Linked DNA regions of Zea mays: region 1 is linked to region 2. Evidence: chromatin contacts called from public Hi-C data. All regions are on one chromosome and are shown on one strand. The core of a region is the stretch at or near the end of the contact, and the rest is flanking DNA. Distances in the headings are between cores, read along the strand shown.

Region 1 (3,222 bases), core at 5-2,504, 230 kb before region 2:
ACATAGTCACGAAATATTCAGGAATTATATGCACTGAGACCACAAGACTAAACTGAAGGTACTAAAAATTAACAATGTAACTTTGCTTGAAAGTGCAATAGCTATCTTGCTTCCTTTGACAAAGTCATGTTCAATCAAAGAATATAGATCTACAAAAGAAATTAGTTATGACATATAAGTTTGCAAGTCGCATAGTCTGAAGTTAACAACACAAAGCAAAGTAATTTCTTCGTGTAATTTAACAAAGAAAGATGGAATATAGTTATCAGATACTGTGGCACACTGGCGCTAATGCTTCATTCATTTTCCTTGTCCCAACCAAAAAGTATTTACAAAAGAAAATCTGTATCAATTAGATTGAAGTAAACAGTGTCCAATACCACCACACAACTAAAGGCTGAGATCAACGTACTGTAGTAACTGGAGACCTTTGCTGAATGAAACCCAGCTTATGAGATGTAGATTCATAAGCTGCCAAGAGGAAGAGAGAAAGGTGGTCAGTCTAAATTGTGTATCAACATTACACACACTGACTCGATGTATGTTTATAACTTAAGGTGTGTGTAGATTAAACGAAAAATCTAAGGGCCATCGTACTCCAACTGAAACTCAGTAGGTTACTCCATCAGACAACTTGTGCGCACAACAGAACTGTTTGCAGCGCCAGCATAGCGCTACGATTTTTATCGAACAGTTGGTGCTCAGGAAATAAAGAGACTAACAGAAGGAACGCAAGCAGCAACGCTGAAACAGCACGGAATAGCACAGAGTGACAAAAAGGATCGAGCACCCAACCTTCGAGAGCGAGTGCGAGGTCGCCGACGGCGTCAGGGCCGAAGGCGTCGTTACCGGCGCAGGGCAGCACGGAGGGCTCGTCGAGGTAGGCCACCCGCCTCGCCCTCGACGAGGATATGAGAAGGTCGACGGCGAGCTGCCCCACGTTGCCAATCGACAGCGCTGGCTGCGGCCGGGTGATCCGAAGACCAAACATAATCGTAGGCCATCGGTTAAAACTACTAAAAACTCGATTCCAGAAATAAACAGTGGGAGCTCGCAGCGTTAGGGTTTCAAACCATGATAAGCGTGGGGCAGGAAGGAGAGAACGATTCACTCTCGACTAAGGCGAACTCCATTCCGGCGGGCGGGCGGGAGGCGGTGCAGGGATCTCAGGCTCAGCGGCTGCCGGATGAAAGCTCTCTCTGCCTTGGTCGAGAAGTTGAACAAGGCGACACTCAAGCAATAGTATAGAATCCTTTCGCTCTTTCAGGTCAGTTTTATTTTTAGAAAATCTTTCAGGTTAGATTGGACCGTGGATTCGAGCTGAAAGCAAATTTTTAGGCCCAACTAAGCCTGGCAAATTTGAGCCCATCTTTTGAAACCACGAATAGTTTTGGTGTTCTAGCATTGCGCATTAAAATCTATGCTCGTTTTTTAGGTATCTCCGACTTCATAGAAAAAACAAATGCTCTATTTATCCTAAATTAAAATTAGTTTTAGCCTTTTAATAGATTCATTAAAAAATTAATATATATTTTATTTATATGTCTAGATTTATCATTATATATTTAAATAAAGACATAAAAATACAAAAAATAAAATAAATATTAATTTAGAACGCATGGAGTAGTTTCGTTACCGTGTTAACCCTAGATTTGAGCATCAAGCAAACCGAACATTTTATCGACATATGGTGCACAAGTAATACATAGGGCACCATAGTGTCACCTAATATCCTTGTAAAACTCATCCGCTCTAAGGTCCTGTTTGGCACAGCTTATTTTCAGCTTCTTCATAAATTTAAGCAAAAGTTTTACCAAACAGCCAGCTTCTGCAGCAGCTTATCAGTTCAGCTGCTTCTCAGATACACTGTTTTTTCAACAAACAGCAGCTGTGCCAAACAAGGCCTAATCAGACCCTAGAAGTCTACTCACCAAACAAATGCTCTCTTATGTTGTCTTACCACAATAATGTTCAGAACCAAAGCCAATGTCTCTAAATATAACCCGTATAGATGGTGTGTACACCGTATATATGATATTACCCATGAAAAAGCTTTAACCAACTAAGGTCTTATTTGGTTATTCTAATTCCATGTAAATCAGAGTGTTTTGGAATAAATATAGATGGACTTTGACTTACTATAGATTTAAACCGACTTAATACCATTCAATCCACATGGGTTAAGCGTGAAACGAACAAGCCCTAAGAAGGTGTTTAGGGTTTTCATATCGTAAATTTAGTGACTAAAATTTAGTCACTTTTAATCTCTAAAATACCAAACAGGACTAAAATAGTTATTCTAAATAGTATGTCTAGCAACTAAAGTTTAGTCCCTAAAGTCTAGGAGGGTGACTAAAAAAAGCAAACACCTTCTAAAATCGATGTGTTTTTCTTTTTCACCAAATACCAATTAGCCGCCTCGTAAACACATGAAAAATAAATCGAGTACATAACCAATAATCGTCATTTCCATACCAATTATAGTTTCAAGAATGTGTAACATATCATCTAAAGAGCAAAGATTATATATGAAAAAAAAGATACTAAATAGTATGTTTTATTCGATGGTCGACTATCTATATGCTTGTCTTTTTTTATTAATGTTTACAATGCCCAGAAAAGGTGATAATTGTCTCATTTTGCGGTATAAATATAATCTAGATCCCGATAATATAGTAATTATGACATAAAATATATATTTCAAACTTTAAGTTGCAGGTCGATTTGGTTTTCAACCATCAACTACATAACCATGTAACAGACATTCTCCAAACCTACAACTACCATAACCAGATAATCAGATAAATCCTTTCTTTGTAGTGGTTTTTCATTGTTCGACCAATAAAATTTATAATTAGTTCATTTTAAGCCATAGAATTATCAAACTAGTACAAATTTTCTTCAGAATCATTGTTCATGTACACAGTTGTTTAAACCATTTGCACGTTATGTAAACGCTATATGATAGCTTGTTATGCCCATTTATTTTATCCTATTTAAACACCATTCAGTTCGTCTAATGGTTATTTAGTTCATAAATAGCTAAATTGTATTGGACCTGTTCATACATTTAAATGTTTAGGCTAAGACCGCTAAAAATGTTACATGGTTGTCGTCAGTGGTCTATATATAGTTTTACACCTGGTGTATTCTTTGTTCCTATTTCTCTATTGTTTGTAAACATGTTTATTTTTTATTATTTGTAACAGATAAAGCACAAAT
Region 2 (3,082 bases), core at 376-2,875:
CCACGCCCTGATCATGAGACTGACTGAATCAAGTCATCTACCATCCAGGTGTCCCTTTTGGAAGTTTTGCAGCATGATAATCTGAAGCTGAAGCTCGTTTTATGGTATGTGGTAATATTTTAGTGTTGCACCTATGCTGCTATGCAGATTAGACTTGTCCTTTTCTACTTATTAATGAAAACCGGTGTGTGCGGTTTATGCTGTAAATACCTGGAGTGTTCAGAATATGTTTTGTTCGAGGTTCTGTGTACTGAAGTACGGAGTACTAATGAATTTCCTTGTACATAACATCGAATAAAATCACTGGGTTTTACTTTGGTTTCTGGTCATTATAGTTGTGTGTGTTGGGGGAGGGGGGGGTTTGCATTTGACATCACACGTTCTGCGTTCTGGTGGCAATTCTGCTTATACATCTCTCAACTGTTTGTTTTTTTTTCATTAATTTGATCTGTTGCAAAACCGGTCGTTGTCCCCGTTCGGCTGCCTAAAGCCTTGTTCGTTTATGTCGGATTGCACCCGAAATCGTTCAGCTAATCAAAATTTATATAAATTAAAGAAGTAATCCGGTTAGAAATCGTTCCGACCCACCAATCCATAATAACCGAACGGCGTCTAAGAAAGATTGCAGGTCTACTATTTCCTGGCCTGGAACAGAGGATATGAGACTGCGTTTCCTACCCAGGCCATGAACGACGGAGAATCTCCAAACCAGATCACTGTGATCTGTTTTTATTCAAATCCAAATGAACAGCAGTTTCAATCCGGATCAAATACCAATCCAGCTCATTTCTTCCCACCCGGAACCAGCTGAAATGAACGTCTTCCCACCCGGAACCAGCTGAAATGAACGGGCACTTAAGCCTGTTTGGTACAGCTCCAGAAAATCTTATAGAGTCGATGGAGCATATTATTAGGTGCTTCAGAAAATCGTAGAACTGAAGTTAAAAATCTTTAAAAGACATTTACAAAAGTCATTTCATTTATTATTTAAATTAAAAATATTTTTAAAATTATTTAAATTAATTTTATAAACTACAACTTCACACCGGAGATGAAACCTAGAGCCATCCTGAACACGTGGTTAAATAGCGGGCAATGTATTATGTGTAAACCAGTACTCCAGCTGAAATGAACGGGCACTTAAATAGCAGGCAATGTATTAGGTGCAAACCAGCTTCTGTACAAATTCCGCACAACTAACTAATAAAAGTCGCAAAACAATTTGAAAATTATGGGTGTACTTCTTTATTCACTCTACTACTATAGAATTTATTATAAATTAAAAGATAAAAAATAAAAAATATCTCACAAAATTTTCAATTTTTTGAATCTCTCAATATATGATAAATTCGAACCTAGATAAATTTTATATAGGGGTAAAGTAGACAATAAAATCCATTTATAATTTTTTATTTTTTTATAACTTAGTTTACACGAAAACCTAGATACACCTTCCACGAAACCCCACACCCGACTCGGCCCGCTTTCCCCCACAAGAAACACTCGAGCTGTCCAGCAGTCGTGCCGTCGTGCGCCTCTAGAAGGGCAGTTCCGTACACCCCCCTCAGCCCACCCGGCAGCGTGCCTTCTTTTCTCTGTTTCCGCTTTCGGGAACGAACCGCCTATGCCTGGCCTCGGCTTGGACCTCAACCTTCCCCCCGAGCTGCAGGACGTGTGCAGGCGCCTCAGCTACGGTGGCGCCAACTCCCCCTCGTCCTCGAGGACGCCGCCTCTCCCGCTGATCTACGGGAGCCCCGAGGAATTGATGACACCGATATCTCCGCGGACGACCAGTGCGCTATACCCAGCGCCGGGAGAGACGTCGACGCCGACGGTCCGTGTGCCCATGGATACTGCGCTTGCCCTCCGCCCTCCCGCGCAGCCGCAGTCTCAGCAAGCGCAGGAGGCGGGAACGGCGAGGAGGATGTCGGAGCAGCGGCGTCATAAAGAAGAGCGGGCGTCGTTTGCTGAGTATAGGGCTGGACGAAATACTCGTGGCTCGATAACTCGCTCGACTCGGCTCGTTAGTAGCTCGGCTCGACTCGGCTCGTTTTAATTTTGTAGCGAGCCAAGCTAGCATTCTAGCTCGGTTCTCTAATGAGCCAGCTCGGGTTAGCTCGTGAGCTAGCTCGCGAGCCAAACGAGCTAAGCCACAACACAAGTTTGTCTAGTAATTGGTGTTGTCTCATCTCTCATAGTCTTGTTTTCTCGTTGTTATGATCTGTGATATGGACATGTGTGGATGTGTAATGTGCTTAGATATTTGTATTATTGCATGACTACATGTTTGTAGTGTTAAACACTTAAAATATGATTTTTCAATTATACATATATTTATGTACATAGATCTTTATATTTAGTTGTGTGGCTCGCGAGCCTAACGAGCTGGCTCGAGCTTCCTAACGAGCCGAGCCGAGCCAGCTGTTTAGCTCGTTAGTATAACGAGCCGAGCCGAGCTGGCTCGTTACAATAACAAGCTATAACGAGCCGAGCCATAACGAGCCGAGCTGGCTCGATATCCACCCCTAGCTGAGTATCAGCATCAACGCCTGGTGGCGGGGTTGCAGCAGGCTTTATGGTCGCAACAGCAGTCGCAGCAGCTAATGCTGTACACGGTGGACGGGCGTGCCGCCAGCTACGAGACCAAGTGGGACGAGCTGCACCCGGTCTCCCAGATGCTGCTGCTTCAAATCGAGTATGGCTCCCTCTGCATTCTTGCCTGCTGTTCTACTTCTGCAGCTTGAGACTCGAGAGATTGGTGACAGAGACGTTTCATTATTTGTTTCTATTTGGCGAATAGGGAACGCGCTGTGCTGTTGCGGTCAGAATTGTGGGCTTCTTGGGGGCACATTGTGCGCTCTTGATTTCTTTAGTACGGTGAATGGAGGACACATTGTGATTTTTTAGATCAGAATTGTGGTATCTTAGGCTGCCTTAATGTGATGCTTTCTTTTCTTTAGTAGGATGGTGGATATAGGGCGCATAGTGAGGCCCCTTTCTCTACTGCTTTAAAGCAACAGTTTCAGACATTGTGTGTCGTGTGTCATATCCTATGCAATCACTTATCCTATGCAATCATTTA

The links. Hi-C and Micro-C count contacts between places; a contact is called where the count stands out from the background.
Region 1: a contact with region 2 is called in a Hi-C map of leaf, with 7 times the contacts expected there. The contact joins the promoter of LOC100194052 here to the promoter of LOC103645634 in region 2. A contact is called at or near these places in 3 of 25 Hi-C or Micro-C datasets (ear, leaf and tassel).

Annotation. Positions count from the first base shown.
Region 1 is chr1:287,620,352-287,623,573 of Zm-B73-REFERENCE-NAM-5.0, reverse strand. It overlaps LOC100194052, which reads right to left and starts at 1,254. Exons shown (of 8, transcript NM_001279719.2): 1 at 1,074-1,254; 2 at 796-961; 3 at 413-471. The coding sequence starts at 1,133.
Region 2 is chr1:287,391,922-287,395,003 of Zm-B73-REFERENCE-NAM-5.0, reverse strand. LOC103645634 (nuclear pore complex protein NUP58) reads left to right here and starts at 1,625. Exons shown (of 7, transcript XM_020544330.1): 1 at 1,625-1,915; 2 at 2,568-2,695. The coding sequence starts at 1,625. It overlaps LOC100276501, which reads left to right. Exons shown (of 3, transcript NM_001150274.2): 3 at 1-323. The coding sequence ends at 27.